Regions from separate parts of the Anser cygnoides genome. Here region 2 is linked to region 1. Evidence: chromatin contacts called from public Hi-C data. All regions are on one chromosome and are shown on one strand. The core of a region is the stretch at or near the end of the contact, and the rest is flanking DNA. Distances in the headings are between cores, read along the strand shown. Region 1 holds the start of PRKAR1A (protein kinase cAMP-dependent type I regulatory subunit alpha). Region 2 has its middle 25 kb from the start of FAM20A.

The links. A called contact is a pair of places that touch in the nucleus more often than the background predicts.
Region 2: a Hi-C map of liver shows a contact between it and region 1, with 2.0 times the contacts expected there. The contact joins the enhancer-like site here to the promoter of PRKAR1A in region 1. A contact is called at or near these places in 3 of 7 Hi-C or Micro-C datasets (fetal liver and liver).

The regions. Positions count from the first base shown.
Region 1 is chr19:10,286,779-10,293,692 of Taihu_goose_T2T_genome, forward strand. It overlaps PRKAR1A (protein kinase cAMP-dependent type I regulatory subunit alpha), which reads left to right and starts at 3,577. Exons shown (of 12, transcript XM_048064507.2): 1 at 3,577-3,716; 2 at 4,229-4,296; 3 at 5,685-5,863. The coding sequence starts at 5,687.
Region 2 is chr19:10,344,510-10,351,423 of Taihu_goose_T2T_genome, forward strand. No RefSeq gene overlaps it. Among named protein-coding and RNA genes, the nearest start is that of FAM20A, 25 kb to the left of the region's middle. Within about 2 kb of position 4,157, at least 1 of the 3 cell types and tissues checked has open chromatin away from gene starts, as enhancers often do. A contact at or near this core is called in liver, where this site is marked.

The DNA.
Region 1 (6,914 bases), core at 2,327-4,826:
CTCCAGATCTATGGATCTTTCTAGGAATCACACTGTATCGGCTCAGTGGGACACGGTGTGCAGCAAGAGACAGTTACTTGCTACGCTTGTTAAAGCTTAAACCAAATTACAAGAAGATATATCCAAAGTACACAGCGTGAACTCTACCTCTGGCACTGCCAGGGTCCGCAGTGAGCTCACAGGTTTTTCGTCCTCTGGCTGTGATTGCTGCTGGATGTGAATTTGAGGCTGTTGGGACTGCCGTCAGTTTCTGCTGGTAGACGAAACCTTCCAGTATCACTAAAGCTCTTTAATTCCCCGTTCCCCCCAACCCCAAGGCAGCGCACAGCAGCGTGCATGTTGGGCTGTGCCTCTTTGGGTTCTGCTTGTACATTCAGGATGATTCATTGACATCATTTACATTTAACACGGCCAACGGGGGGGTGGGAGGCAAGGGGGAACAGACACAGGCTGCCTCAATCTGAGCGCTGTTCGATTCATTTGCTTTCAGTCCCAGGGGCTTGTTGAGACGGTGGCACCTCATGGGCAGATAATGATATTAAGTTGGGATGGTATCCTCGGTAGAAATCCCTGCTGTTATAACTACCGTGCGTCATTCCAGATACCCGCAGGCCTTCTTAATTCCGCTGCCACTGAAGAACCTACCGGGAACCTTTTTTTCTTCCGCGCACACAGCAGGGGTAGACGATTTCTGTGCTTTTATTTCTCATTGTGGCTCATACAGCCTTCTCTTTCCTGACCTCCCCAGTCACTGCCCTGCTGGCAGAGCGCGATTGTTCATGGAGGTATTTCTTCTGGCCTAGTGATGGATTTTTATTTTTATTTTTTTCCTTTCAGATGGATCCAGTGACTCCTCAGCCACTTCAAGCTGTTCTTCGTGTCCCGTTAACACTGCTCCTTGTGCCCCACGCCATCGTCACTGGTCCATGTGCAGCCTTCTCTCCCAGCTGCCTTGGCCTGGACCTCCGTCCCCTTGGCTAACCTGCTGTGCCAGCCTGCTCTCGTCGGCCTCCTTGGTGAACGCCGCAACGCTTTATGCTTGTAGGATAATTCCGAGTCGGTCAGTATCTCTCTGGGATTTGTATGATTGCATGGTGGTAAACAGAGTACAAAGCCTTGATTTTTCCCTTCCCAGTGACCATTCTCAGCTTCTATTACTGTTGAACACCACGTTGATAAATGGCACCATAAAAATTATAGTAATAAATTTAGTCTTTGTAAGAACTTCTGGGAAGCTTTGTTAAAAAGCAAACAAATCTTCCCTCGTGGGATATTTCAGATGCTTTTAACAGACAAATTCATTGGTCTTTTATGGGACCAGGAATATGTCTCCTACATGACTTAATGCAGAATGGAGGTGAGCGAAATGCCTAAGAATGATGAGGTGGCATTATCACTCAGCTGGTGAAAAGAATCGTGATGATCTTGAAGAGGGCTGCTGGTTTTAATAATGAAAATAGTGCTGTTGAATCCCTCCTTGTGAAGCTGAAGCAGAAGTGGCTAACGACATAAACCTAACACACAATACTGTATAAAAATGAGTGGACATACCGCTCCAGGTAACCAACTCCTCTTAACTTACAGGGACTTAAATACCTTTGGACATTCTGGGCCATGGATTCCCACACATCCACAGTGTCTGTCCTTTTAACTCCTGGATCACGAAGAAATAGCAACTGTTGTTTGAAACCAGTTCTAGGCTTGACATAACTACTGACTCCTGTGGGTGCTGACCAAGGATGAATTTGACCTGTGATACTTGCCTTTGCCAGTTTATTCCAGAATCAGCCTAGAAATATTATACTTCAGGCAGTGTTTCTTGGTTTAAAAATGACAGCAATCAGGCTGCTAAAATCCAGGAAGGCCTGTCTGCAGCTCTCCGCAAGTCCACGCTGCGGCACACGATGATTCACAGCCCCTGCCTGGGCCTGGGGAGTCATCTCTCCTTGCCCATTCTCAGACTCCGCTGGTATTTACCAGTGTAGGAAAATGAACGGCTCACCACTAAGAGCGTGTGATGGTTACCATCACTGAAATCACTGCCATGCTTAACCCATGATGCTTGCCATTGGGGTTGGAGCAAGGACTGACTTGTATACCTTTCTGAAAAGGACATTATAAAGTGGTGCTTGAGGACAGCTTCTGTTACAGGTTAGATGAAGCTGAAGCAGAAAAATGATTCTATGGAGTTCTTAATAAATGTAACCAGGAGGAGCTAGTATGGTTCTGTGAAAGCACAGTCCCCACCTTACCCCTCCTCATGGTGGCTCGCTGGCCCCGCTCTCTCTTAGGCTTGCGGGGGTATGTTCTGCTGGCAGGCCGGGCAGCTCTCCTCCATGCTTCAGCAGCCACAGCCTCGGGCAACAGATTGCTTCATGAGAAACTCTAACGCATGAAATTGTTTGAAATGAAAGTTGTGGGAACAGTGCTGATGGTAATGCAAGTTATTTACTCAGGAATGTTTATTATTTAATTAGACAGTTAAGGCCGGAGTTTGACTGTAATTCAGACCAGACCAAATGAAATGGGGTTTTGTTTTCTTTTATTTTCTCTTACCTCTTTAACAGCGCAAGAATTAACGCATGAATATGTACAAACATATGCTTATGAGAAGCAGGATTTAGCTTTCAAAGATAAGTCACTGCTGACTCACAGTGAAGGAATTGTACATGGTTAACACGAGGAACCTCAGGTTGGCATCACAAAGGCTGCTTTTGAAAGCCAGCTCTGTTCCCTTTATTAAACTACCCCATCGCCATCTGAACTCTGGCTCCAGAGCTGAGGGAAGGATTGCATCAGGAGCATGCTGCACAACAGTACGCTTGTTTTTCTCCATAAAGAGAATGTTGCGGAACAGGTCTTACGCATGGGGCTGAGCCTTGTTCCGGATGGGATCCCTTCCAAAACACCAGGACTCGTCCAAACAGGGAGGAGTGAGATGTGACAGTGACAGGCGGCCTGCAAAAAGTGAAGATAAAAAGGAAAAAAAAAATAAAGAAGTGTGTAGGGGAGACTGCACGGAACTTTTTTCAGTGTTCAGAAAAATCTGTTGGTTTTGTTACAAAGTGTTATCAGCTGAGAATGTAGTTTGTTATCTATTTATAATGTACTGTACTCTGTGTGACCGATATTAAGGATTCCTTACAATTCACATTGAGATGGGCTTGATTTTTTTTGTAAAACCTCATGCTTTTGGCTTAGTGTCAGAAACTCCTGCACCATGGCTTCTGATTAACCCCTAACCCACAGAAGCCTTCAAAGAGTGAAGGAGCGTGAACTCGGCGGCTGCTTGTGGTCTGTCACAAGCGTCTCCTAGCCTCAAAACACGCACGAAATACCAGAAAACAAATTTTTCTGTCACACAACCCCCCCCTGCGAGGTAATGGCGGCCGGCTCTGCCCGCAGCCCTCCCTCAGCACCCCGCGGGCCCCACCAGGCGGCGCCCGCTCCCCTCAGCAGCCCATCCCGGGGCTTCCCTTAAAGGGGCACTCACCCCCTCCGCGAACCTTCCCGTACGCAAACCTCGCTGTTAGCCCGGCCCCTTTAAGGTTACCATGGCGACCGCGCTCAGGGCGAAGAGCGAGGCGCATTGACGTCACGGCGGGCGGCGGTTGGCCGGCGCGCTCCGTTTCCGTTGGGAGCCGTCGCTGAGGCCGAGGCCGGGCCGGGGCCGGGGCCGGGGGGCGCTGAGGGCCCGGCGGAGCCGCCCCGCGCAGGTGGGCGCCGGGGCCCGGCCCGGGGAGGGCTCGGCGGGAGCCGTGAGGGCATTACGAGGCCGGTGCGAGGCCTCGGGGCCCGGCCCTGCCGCCGGGAGCGGCCCCGGGCCGGCAGCGGAGCGGGGGGGAGCCCCTGCGCTGCGGGGCCGCGGGCGCTGGGGGGGGGCGGGCGCTGGGGGGGGGCGGGGTGAGGGCCCGGGGTCGTTATTTACATATTTATTCATCTATTTATCGTTATCTTAATGCCTTCGCTGGCGCGGAGGTGCCTTAATTAGCGCCGAGCTTCGTTAAGTAGCGCGCGCGCGGCTTCGTTAAGCAGGGCCGGCCCTCGTGAATTGGCGCGGATCGTCGCTAATTAGCGCCGACCCCCGGTAATTAGGGCTGACCCGCGTTAATTAGCGCCGCCCTTCGCCCTTCACAGGCGCTGGAGCTGTGCGGGGCCCTCCTTAGCTGCTTCAGGGGCCTGTCAGCTCCCCGAAGGCTCTCTCCTGACTCCATTTTTTCCCTTTCAGAAGCAGATCCTGGGATCAACGTGTTCGTGTCGTGTGTTCCTGAGCCGCTGCAGCTGTCCCCGTAGCAGGTAACTGTCTTTATCTTTCATCAAAAATGCCCTGAGAAATGGCTTCCTAATTCTTCATCTAGTGCTTTATGAAAAAACGGCCTGAGGTGAATGTATTTTATAAATGTACGTACATACGAATATATTAAAAATTGTAACTGGAAAGGAAAAAAAGCTATGCTGTTTAAGAACGCTTTCATGAAAGTGCTACAGCTGACACCGTAATTTTAAAGTCACCTGAAAACCTGGTATCATAATGGGTAGGTCTAAAGGTGTGCTCCTGATAACTTACAGCTGAAGAAACGTTTTGGGGTTTGCAGTGAAATGTTTATGAAGTGTGGAGCAATTCAACCCGGAGAGCAGCTTTTTAGGAGGAACACTTCTAATTCCATAACTTTCATTAACGAACTGCCTTGGTGCTTGGTGAACTTGCTCTGATTTGACCTTACCGTGTTCCACGTTTCACTTCCTAATGCCTCTAATGCTTGCCTCTCAGATTCCCAGCTTCCACCCACCTATCTCCTGAGCGTAATCCCCTTGACCCCGTGTCCTGCTTTCAGCTGGGACAGAGTTAATCTTCATAGTAGCAGCTACGGTGCTGTGTTTTGGAATTAGGAGGAAAGTGATGGTGATAACATGCGGCCGCTTTAGCTGGGCAGTGCTTCTACGAAGCCAAGGGTGTTTCAGCTTCCTGTGCTGCCCTGCCAGCCAGGAGGCCGGGGGTTGCAGGATGAGCTGGGAGGGGACGCAGCCAGGACAGCTGGCCCAGACTGTCCGGATGTCCCGGGCCTCGTGGCGTCATGCTCAGGGATAAAACGGGGGCAGTTGGCCGGGGGCTGCTGCTCGGGGACAGGCTGGGCACCGGTCGGCTGCTGGTGAGCAGTTGCCTTGTGCATCACTTGTTTTATTTGTTCTTATTTTCTCTTTGGTTCTCTCCCCTGTCCCAGTGGAGGGGTGGAGAGTGAGTGAAGGGCTCTGTGGTGCTTAGCTGGCTGCTGGGTTAAACCACCCCACACAGGCCACGCAACGCTGCCTCTAAGTGAGCCTCCAATCCTGCAAAATCTTAGATTTAATCAGCAGAAAGTTAAGATGGAAACCTTTCCTGACTAAGTGCTCAGAGGGCTTGGGTTGTTGAAGCTTTTCCAGCTCAAGCAGATGTTCTTCCTTTTCTGCCTGTGTCTACAGAGCATCCAGATTATTTTTATTTCTTCCCAGGTGCTAAATAAGTTCATAACTTTTTCTCTCACAGTTTAACTTTGTCATACAGATAAAGGTGGCTTTATACTCTGATATCAGGAAGATGATAATGCAGCATCATTTTCTTTCAGGCAGCACAACATGCCTGACTATTGGGCAGCAGCATCCTTGCTTCCACTAATTATTTAACCTTCTCTTTCTCTTACTTTCAGCAATGGCAGCTTCTAGCAGCAGCAGCAGTGAAGAGGAGCGTAGCCTTCGGGAATGTGAACTTTACGTCCAAAAACACAACATCCAGCAACTCCTAAAGGATTGCATTGTGCAGTTATGCACCGTGAGACCTGAACGGCCCATGGGATTCCTCAGGGAATACTTTGAAAGATTGGAGAAGGTAAAAATAAGTGCGGTGAGAGAAGGAACAACCTAAACTTACGCCATCTCAGTGTGATGTAGTGACTGAGGCTCAGATTTGGCGTGTGTTCCTGTTGGCTCTTTGGAACTTGAATTGATGCTTTTGGAGAACCAATTTTCTGAAGTGTTTTTTGTTAGCTGATCATGGTGTAAAAGCACCTCTGTCATAAAAAAGGACTTAGGGCAAGAAATAAACTGACAAGGAGACTTACCTACTTTGGATGCAGATGTAACCCCAATCTAGTATTTACTGACAAGCTATAGGATGTGAGGTCCTGTCTGTGGTCAGATATCTGTGGGGTGTGACCCCTGTCGAGGCTGGCAACAATCACTGGTTTCTTACATCAAGACAAATTGTTTACATTGATTCAGGTACAGCACAGAAGTAGTAGGCCAGTTGTAGTTACCCAAGCCTAGCTGAAATCAAATGGAAGTATTTGGTTTCCAAATTTGTAGGAGAGCAAGCCTGTTTCTGCCTTCTGCTGGGAGTTCAGTGGTACTGTCACAGCTTTGTTGGTCCTCTTGTTTTTCCTCGAGGTCTCTTTGGTGTTTTTGTTGTTGGAAGCATTCTGTGATCTTGGGAACGGAAAGCGTTCTGTCCGTTCGGTGCTCCTATCTGAAACAACGTTCATTGTATATATCGTTATCTAGCAGATAGGAGAAAAAGCTGCTATGAAAATGTGAGGTTTTTAAGGGCTCCTGCAGAGGAAAGGCTGGCCATAACCAGTGTGTTCAGGATATGGCATCAGTAAATAATGTAGCTGTGACCTTATGCAGCAGTCATTTGCAGGTGCTGCTCTACCTACTTGTCTTATGCGGGAGCTGTATCTTTGTCTTATTTTTTTATTCTAGGTAGTAATTACTAATTGCTGAAGTAAAGAAGGAAGATTAGCGCTAGAGATCATAAGTATGTGTAGTGGAAGGAGTCTTCTAATGGAAGTGTTCGTGGCAGATAGTAGAAAATGACTAAATCCTGCAGACTCACCTCCTGTAGCTCGCAGTGTGTTTGAGGAACATTTTTGCTTGTTAAA
Region 2 (6,914 bases), core at 2,907-5,406, 58 kb after region 1:
AGCGACTGGAGCCACTGCCGGAGGGCACAGGAGATGAAAACAACTCCTGCTGCCTCCAAATGGCCCCACACGTGTTCCTCGCCTATAGCAACAGACACTATTTGTCCCGGAATAATACATCACCTGTGTATTTAATCTTTCACCCAGGGATGTAAATGGTTTTTCAGTGAAGCTGGAGCTGAGGGATCCCCACACAGCCCAGCCTGGCGGCACTGGGAGGGAAGGGAGCTGGACTGGGACTGTGCTCCCCAGCAAACTACGGCTGCAGGGGATGCTGAGAAGGGACGTGGAGGTGGAGCCCTTCATTTCGAGGCTGTTTTGGACATTTTATATTGTGGATACCTGCCCTGAGCTCGGTGCCAGAGAAGGTGGTTTAAGTGTTGCTGGGTATTTCTACATGGCGCTGCGGATGGAGAAAGGGAAAACCTCAGAGAAATGCTCCCAAAAGGAGGGGTTGCCATGCCACGTGGGTCCTAGGGGCTGTGCTGGGACCACCTGCCGAGCAGAAAACCAGCTGCCAACAGTGCTTTCATGCTAAGATCTGTGGTGGGCTGTGGGTGGAAACATTTGGGAGCCACCACCTCCAAGCCCACAGGGACCCCAGACATCTCCTGCCCAGCAGGGACCAGCCGCCCCCAGCTCCGTGTGCCGGGCGCATCCATGGCAGGGCTCAGCGGTGCCGCCGGGGGCTTTTGGGGACGTCTCCCCCGGGTGCTGCACCATGGCCTCAGCACCTCCCCAGCCCGGCCGGAGATGCCGCGGGTTCTTTTGGGCCTTTTCACCTTCTCAGCTCCTGACTCCGTTCTCAGCCATCGCTACCTTCTCATCTCTGGCAGACAAAGAGAGGATCGCTGAGTTAGCTGTGTCACCAGGGAGAGCTTAAATACTGTGATTAAAAAATTCCTGTCCTCTCGCATAGCCTGCTCAGACGTGCAGGAAGAAACCCTGGCAATTAGACTCCCTGTGCACTGACAGCAGGACAGCAGAGCAGAAGTTCTTTTTTTCTTTTCTTTTCTTTCCTTTTTTTTTTTTTTTTTTTCCCTGGCTGTATGCATCTGTGATTTTAGAGCAGCTGGAAAAAAGGGCCTGTTTGATTTTCTTCATCATGCTAACCTTGGTTTGACGTCCTGATTGCCAAAGCATGATAAATGGAGCAGATTACCTAGAGATTCCCAAATATTTGCTTTTGAATTTATTTATTTATTTATTTATTTTTCCTGAGCCTCATTAAGGCATTAGAGCTTGCAGATTTTATCTATACTTTCTTCTTAGAGCAGAACAGTATTGACATATATTAATAGCCATTTTTTTTTTCATTTGAAATTAAAACCAGATAGATACTTCTCATGCTTTGCTTTCAAATCTTATTTTTAAAAATATTGATCAAGTGTATTTTGTTTTTCTTTTCTCCCAGCCCCGCTGTAAAGGGAAGTCACTAATGAAATGCTTTCAATCCTGGATTTTTGTGCATCACTGGGTGCAGTTTTGTAGATTTAGGGACAGGTTGTAGAAGGATATAATATAAAGATAAAAGAAGAAAGTGGTTTCCAACAGTAACAGGCAAGAAAGGAGATTTAATTTATATAATAATCTATATAACCTCTGCAATCAGGTGGAACAGAGCAGCTCAGACATGATAATATAGCCTGTGATGTGCCTGGGCGCATCTCTCAGTGCTAAATGCTGTTGAAAAATTTCATCCCCCAGGACTTAAGGACAAATGGCCAGAAATATCTCCTGGCTGCGAGCCCCCAGGCACATCCTGAGCTCCCTGCTCTCTGCGAGTGTGGCCGGGGCAGTGCCTGAGGATGACATTTGGGGGACATACAAAAGCCACCCCAACGTACCTGGCGCGGGTTCTGCTGCAGCCCAAAAAAGCCAGCCGCCTTCTGGGTGTTCGCGGTGTGCGTTCTCCTCTTCCTGCACCTGCCCCTGGTCCCACAGAGGTGGTGGGGCAGCGGGAAGATGCGATGAGAAGGTCTCCTTGTGCCACTCACCTGGGGTGGGAAAGTGGTGGGACTTGGAGCACGTCGGGGCGGTGTGATGGTGCGGGAGCTCTCCTCTGGGACCCTGGGGAAGGCGCTGGAGTAAATGGCCCGAGCTTCTCTGCTGCTGTCCTGTCCCGTTGTAGGAATGAGAACTTCTTCATGCAGCAGGGTGGGGACAGAGCATCCTTCGTGTGGCACCACACCGGCCCCAGCCATGCCGAGAGCACCACAGCTGGTGCGTGGTGGAGCCCCGTGCGCCCGCCCCAGCCCCACGCCGTGCGCGTGTCCCGCGGTGCTCCTCCACCTCCTCCTCCAGGCACCGTGACCCCAGGAGCTCTGCTGGCCTGGAAAGCAGCTCCTTTGGAAGGGTTTGCTGCAGTCCTCTCCAGACCCACTCAACGAGCTCTAATAATAACCAACTCCCTTTCTATTTATAAATGAGAACAGCAGCGAGGAGCGAGGCTCAGGCGGCTGGGGCCACCACAGCCCCTGCGCTCCTGCCCCGCGCCACCGGGCATGGGAAAAGGCACTTCCCTGGGTTGTTTCCTTTGGATAAACACTTTTTTTTTTTTTTTTTTTTTTTTTTGCTTCAGCCACTGGCAAAGCAGTGAGGGTGTGGGCATGCATTTGGGAGGGTGGGATTTAAGGAAAATGACAGAAGCACCTTTGTCCCCTAGGTGTGTCCCTCTGGCTGCAAATATTGGACCCTCAGGACCACCATGGCCCCTGGCATCGCAGCAGCTGGCAGGGCTCAAAGGGGAGGCAGGAGAGCCCTCCTCATTCCCTCTGCTGGCAGGGGGGGGTCTCAGGCTCCATCTGCACCCCCCCCTCCCCATCAGGGCTGGCACTGCTGGCGAGGTCTGGGCACGTACTGAGCAAACAAAACCCCTGGGGGAGGTTTGCCGTGCGGAAGAAGTGAACATCCCTGCTGGCGGTGGCTGCTGAAGCTCTGGGGGCACCAGCCATGTCCACAGCTTCTCTGGTCCAGCACTTGGAGCTCCCCCTTCCCACCCGCAGGGCCTCGCATCCACCAAAAGGCACTGGTGGGGAGCAGAGCAGCGCAGCGCAGAGCAGCGCAGCCCGGACTGCTCGCTCCTAGGAGAGGCAGCGGTGCCACCTCCAGCGCTTCAGCTAAGGGATGCAGCGTTACCGCCGGGTTGTCCTCAGACGCAGCCCAGTCCTTGCAACCCTTTTCACCTCTCCTCCTGCCCCTGCAGCCTGTGGAGCTGAGCGCTCCCCCCGTGCTGATGCTCGCACCCACAAGGCGAGGGTATCGCTGGCATCCTGGGAGATGCTCCTGGCTGGGAAATCAGGGTAGGAGGTGGTTGTGTGCCACTCCTAAATCTCTCTCAGACAGTGCATGAATCGGTCCTTCATTGCCCTCATTTCTCATTAGTGCTGCCTCCCTAACACAGCTGCCCTGTGGCGGGTGGCACACTCCGTTAGGGTCTGGGTGACAAAGCGATCCCAAAGCGAGCAGGCTGGGGAGGTTCCCTGGGGCAGCACGCTGCAGCAGGCCACCGGAGCACATCCTGACGGTGAGGACAGGGAGAGCCGCCCCTAGGGGATCCACTCACCCTGCGTGCCCAAGCAGACGGGTCCGCAGCATGCAGCCTGCACACCTGGGCGGGCGAGCAGCCGCCGGCACTCCGCGTTCAGCGGCGCCGCACGCACACGGAGGGACATTTCTTGCCAGAAGATGGCAGAACAGCCCCTTTTTCCCGCCCCAAGTCCCAGACCTTACCCCAAATCATCTCTCTTGCCGTGCGCACGGCGCGCGTGTAACCCAGCGCCGCTCCCCAGGCTCCGTCCCCCCGCCGCCGCTGGAGCGCCTCGCCCCTGCCCGTGGGCTCGGCCACGGGGGCTCGGGGCTCCAGGGGACACGGGGCGGGCTGGGAGCGGGGCCGGGGCGGCGGGGATGAGCTCCGAAGGGGCTCGGGACGGCTCCGCAGCCCTGCACCGCCGCCGCGTCCCCGGGAGGTGGCACAGCGCGAACGGAGGTGCTGGGGGCGGCCCGGGGCCGCGGCACCCCCGGGGCGCAGCCGAGGGATTCACGGGGGCAGTTCCAGGAAAGGAAAGGAAAGGCCCGCATCTCGTTTCTCGGAAGCCCATTGTGCAAAATTCTTCTACATGGAAAAAAAAAAAAAAAAAAAGAACAAAACCTATTTTGTTTTGAGGGAAGTGAAAAACTGAGCGCATTTCGCCCCGCTGCAAGCACGCAGCTGTCCGGACATCCACTGCCGGGGGTCCCAGCAGCCTTTCCCCCGTGAGCAGAGCCTCTGCTGACCCCTGCTCCTGCTCCTCTCATCTGCTGCCCTCGTTCCCTGCTCCCACAGCCCACCTGGCATTGTGCCCCTTCGGCTTTTACCAGCCCCCGTTAATAAACCACACGGTGCAGGACCAGGGGTGTCGGGGCTGAGCGAGGACAGCGCCTGGCCTCGGAGCCTCCCACCTCTGCGTCCGCTCACTCCCAGGCCGGACCAAACATCTTTTCCCTATGCTGTGCTCGTCTTCGCTTATGGGAGCACTTTTTAGGCACCTGCAGCTGAGGAGATGCAGCTGGGAATGGCAAGGCACTGTTTTTGTCTGACCATTGGCACCGTTCCCTTTCCAGGAAAGGCAGAACAGCGGAGGTACGATCAGGAGCTCAGTCATTTGGAGACCAGAAGAAAGATTTGTTTTCAGCCAAACACTGGCTGCAGAGCTTCTGCTGCAAACATTGCATTTCTAGTAAATTATTGACCATGTTTCACTCGGATGGATGATTTTGGAAGGCATTGATAGCATTGGCACACCGTATACTGTGCCGCTTAGCCCAAGCCCAGTTTGTAACCAAAAAAGGGCGATTTCTTCCCAGAAATTCATCCTTTCCTGATTTTCCCTTCTTGTGTTTTCACGTTAAAAAGTAATGAAACACTCCGTCGACAGCAGCTTAAAGGGGTCCCAAGAGACCAGGGACATCCCTCTGCCCCTCGTTGGGTCCTCTGAGGGCAGGAGCGCAAGGACAGGGCAGGCACCGGCTGCTCCCCGGCACCTAGGCTCAGGGGTGCCCTGGCCAGAGGAGCTTTAGCAGCTCCCCTGGGTGCCTTTGCCTTGAATTATTTTGGCCAGGCACCTTTTTAGTGCCAGCTAAATGTCTAGCTTTCTCAGCACCCTTGGGGCTGCAGGTAACTTCATGTCCTGCCCTCCAGCCTCAGACCGGAGGGGTCAGAGCAGGACACCCTCATGGATGGCACAAGGGGGTGACGCGGAGCCGTTGTCCCCTGTCCTTCCCACTCGGGGTCCCCAGCTGTGTGCCCTGTAACTGCTCCAGCTCGTCTTCCAAAATCTTCCAGGAACACCCCAGCACAGCGTGCGGCTGTGCTGTGGGTGCCAGATGTCAGATTGTGGCCTCGGAGGATCACAGAGTCATAAAACCATGGAACATCCCAAGAAGAGGGGGGGGGGGGGGCACAAGGATCATTGAGTCCAGCTCCCGGCTCCACACCTACAATTAATTTACTTTCAGGTTCAATTTAGGGAGGAATTTGAGGAGCTTCTTCCTTCGGGAAGAAGCTGCAGGCCGCCCTGCTGGGTGCAACCATTCACTCGTGGGAGCCCATTTCTTGCTTTTCGGTCTCTTATGACCAGCAAATACAAATCCTGGTGTGAGATGCAGAGGGGTGAGATGGGTTCCTCAGCTAGGGGTAGCATGGCTGTGCTGCAGAATGCTGCCGAGAGTCTTCTGTCCTACCCTGAGAGGAGAAGAATGCGGTGGTTTCAAGGCCAGTTATTTTTCAGATTAAAGCATAAAAAAAAAATTAGAAAAAAAATTCTTGCTTCTTTGTGTTCTTCTTTCTGAATTCCTACTTAGCATCCTGAAAGCCCTTCAGAGGATTTGCATTTAGAACATGAAATGAATTTCTCACAATGAGGCCAAAGAAAAGCGAGGCGCGTGGGTGGAAGGAGCTGTGGCCCCTGCCAGCAGCCAGCGCCAGCAAGTGGATGTCCTCAGCCGCCTCAGGTGAGGTCAAACCCAGCAGAGCTCTGCCTCGAGTCCTCCTCATGTCCCACAGCCCTTGCTTTGAGGTTAAAAAATAGATTTAAATAAATAACCATTTAAATAAATGGATGTTGGGACTGGTAACATAGGGGCAATTTCCAACAGCCCAGTGCAGACCTTGCCTCTCAGCCCATCTGTGGACACAGGACTTACTTAAATAGCTGAAGAAACTTAAAAAAGACCCTTATAACTCCATCCTTATGGCACCATCCTCCCTTCCTGGGTGAAGAACCGAGAGGAAGGAGCTATTCCTGCATGCCCCTAGCCCATGGGAAGTCTTTGCCTTTGGCGTCTGTGCCTCCAGCTCCCACTGAAATCCATCTGACAGTCCTCACCCGATCCCGGGCTTGCCCACAGACAAAATACTTGCAGGTCTAGATGACTTCTGATAATTTCAAATAGCCAAAATTAATTTGGAAAAGCAGAAGGGCCTGCGGGAGGGACGTATCCAGTCCCCGTGACCGCAGACCCCCAGGTGCTCAGCTCCTGCCCAGCCCCATCCCCTCCTCGCCCATCCACAGACCACTGCCCCATTTCTGTGTCAGGACACGGAGAGGCACACGGGCAGACAGACACTTCCATTCTGCCTGGAACACAAGTTCGTGAACTCCTGTTATCATTAAAGCACGATTTAATTAAAACATCATGCCTTACACAATCCTCTCCCTCTCCGCTCTTTTTTTTTTAAAAAAAACGTTTCCTGCGTTTTCCAGCTGGACAAGCTATCCCTCTGCCTGCTTTGAAGTAAATATTTTGTTGGGCTTGGCTGCTGTCGCAGCCACACATAGCCTTCTGCCTGATGTTTTATCCATCTGGTGCTGCAGGGCTGCAGAGCAGCTTCAGCCTGAAGCCTCGGAAGGGCGCAGGGATGCTGCGGGGAGTTA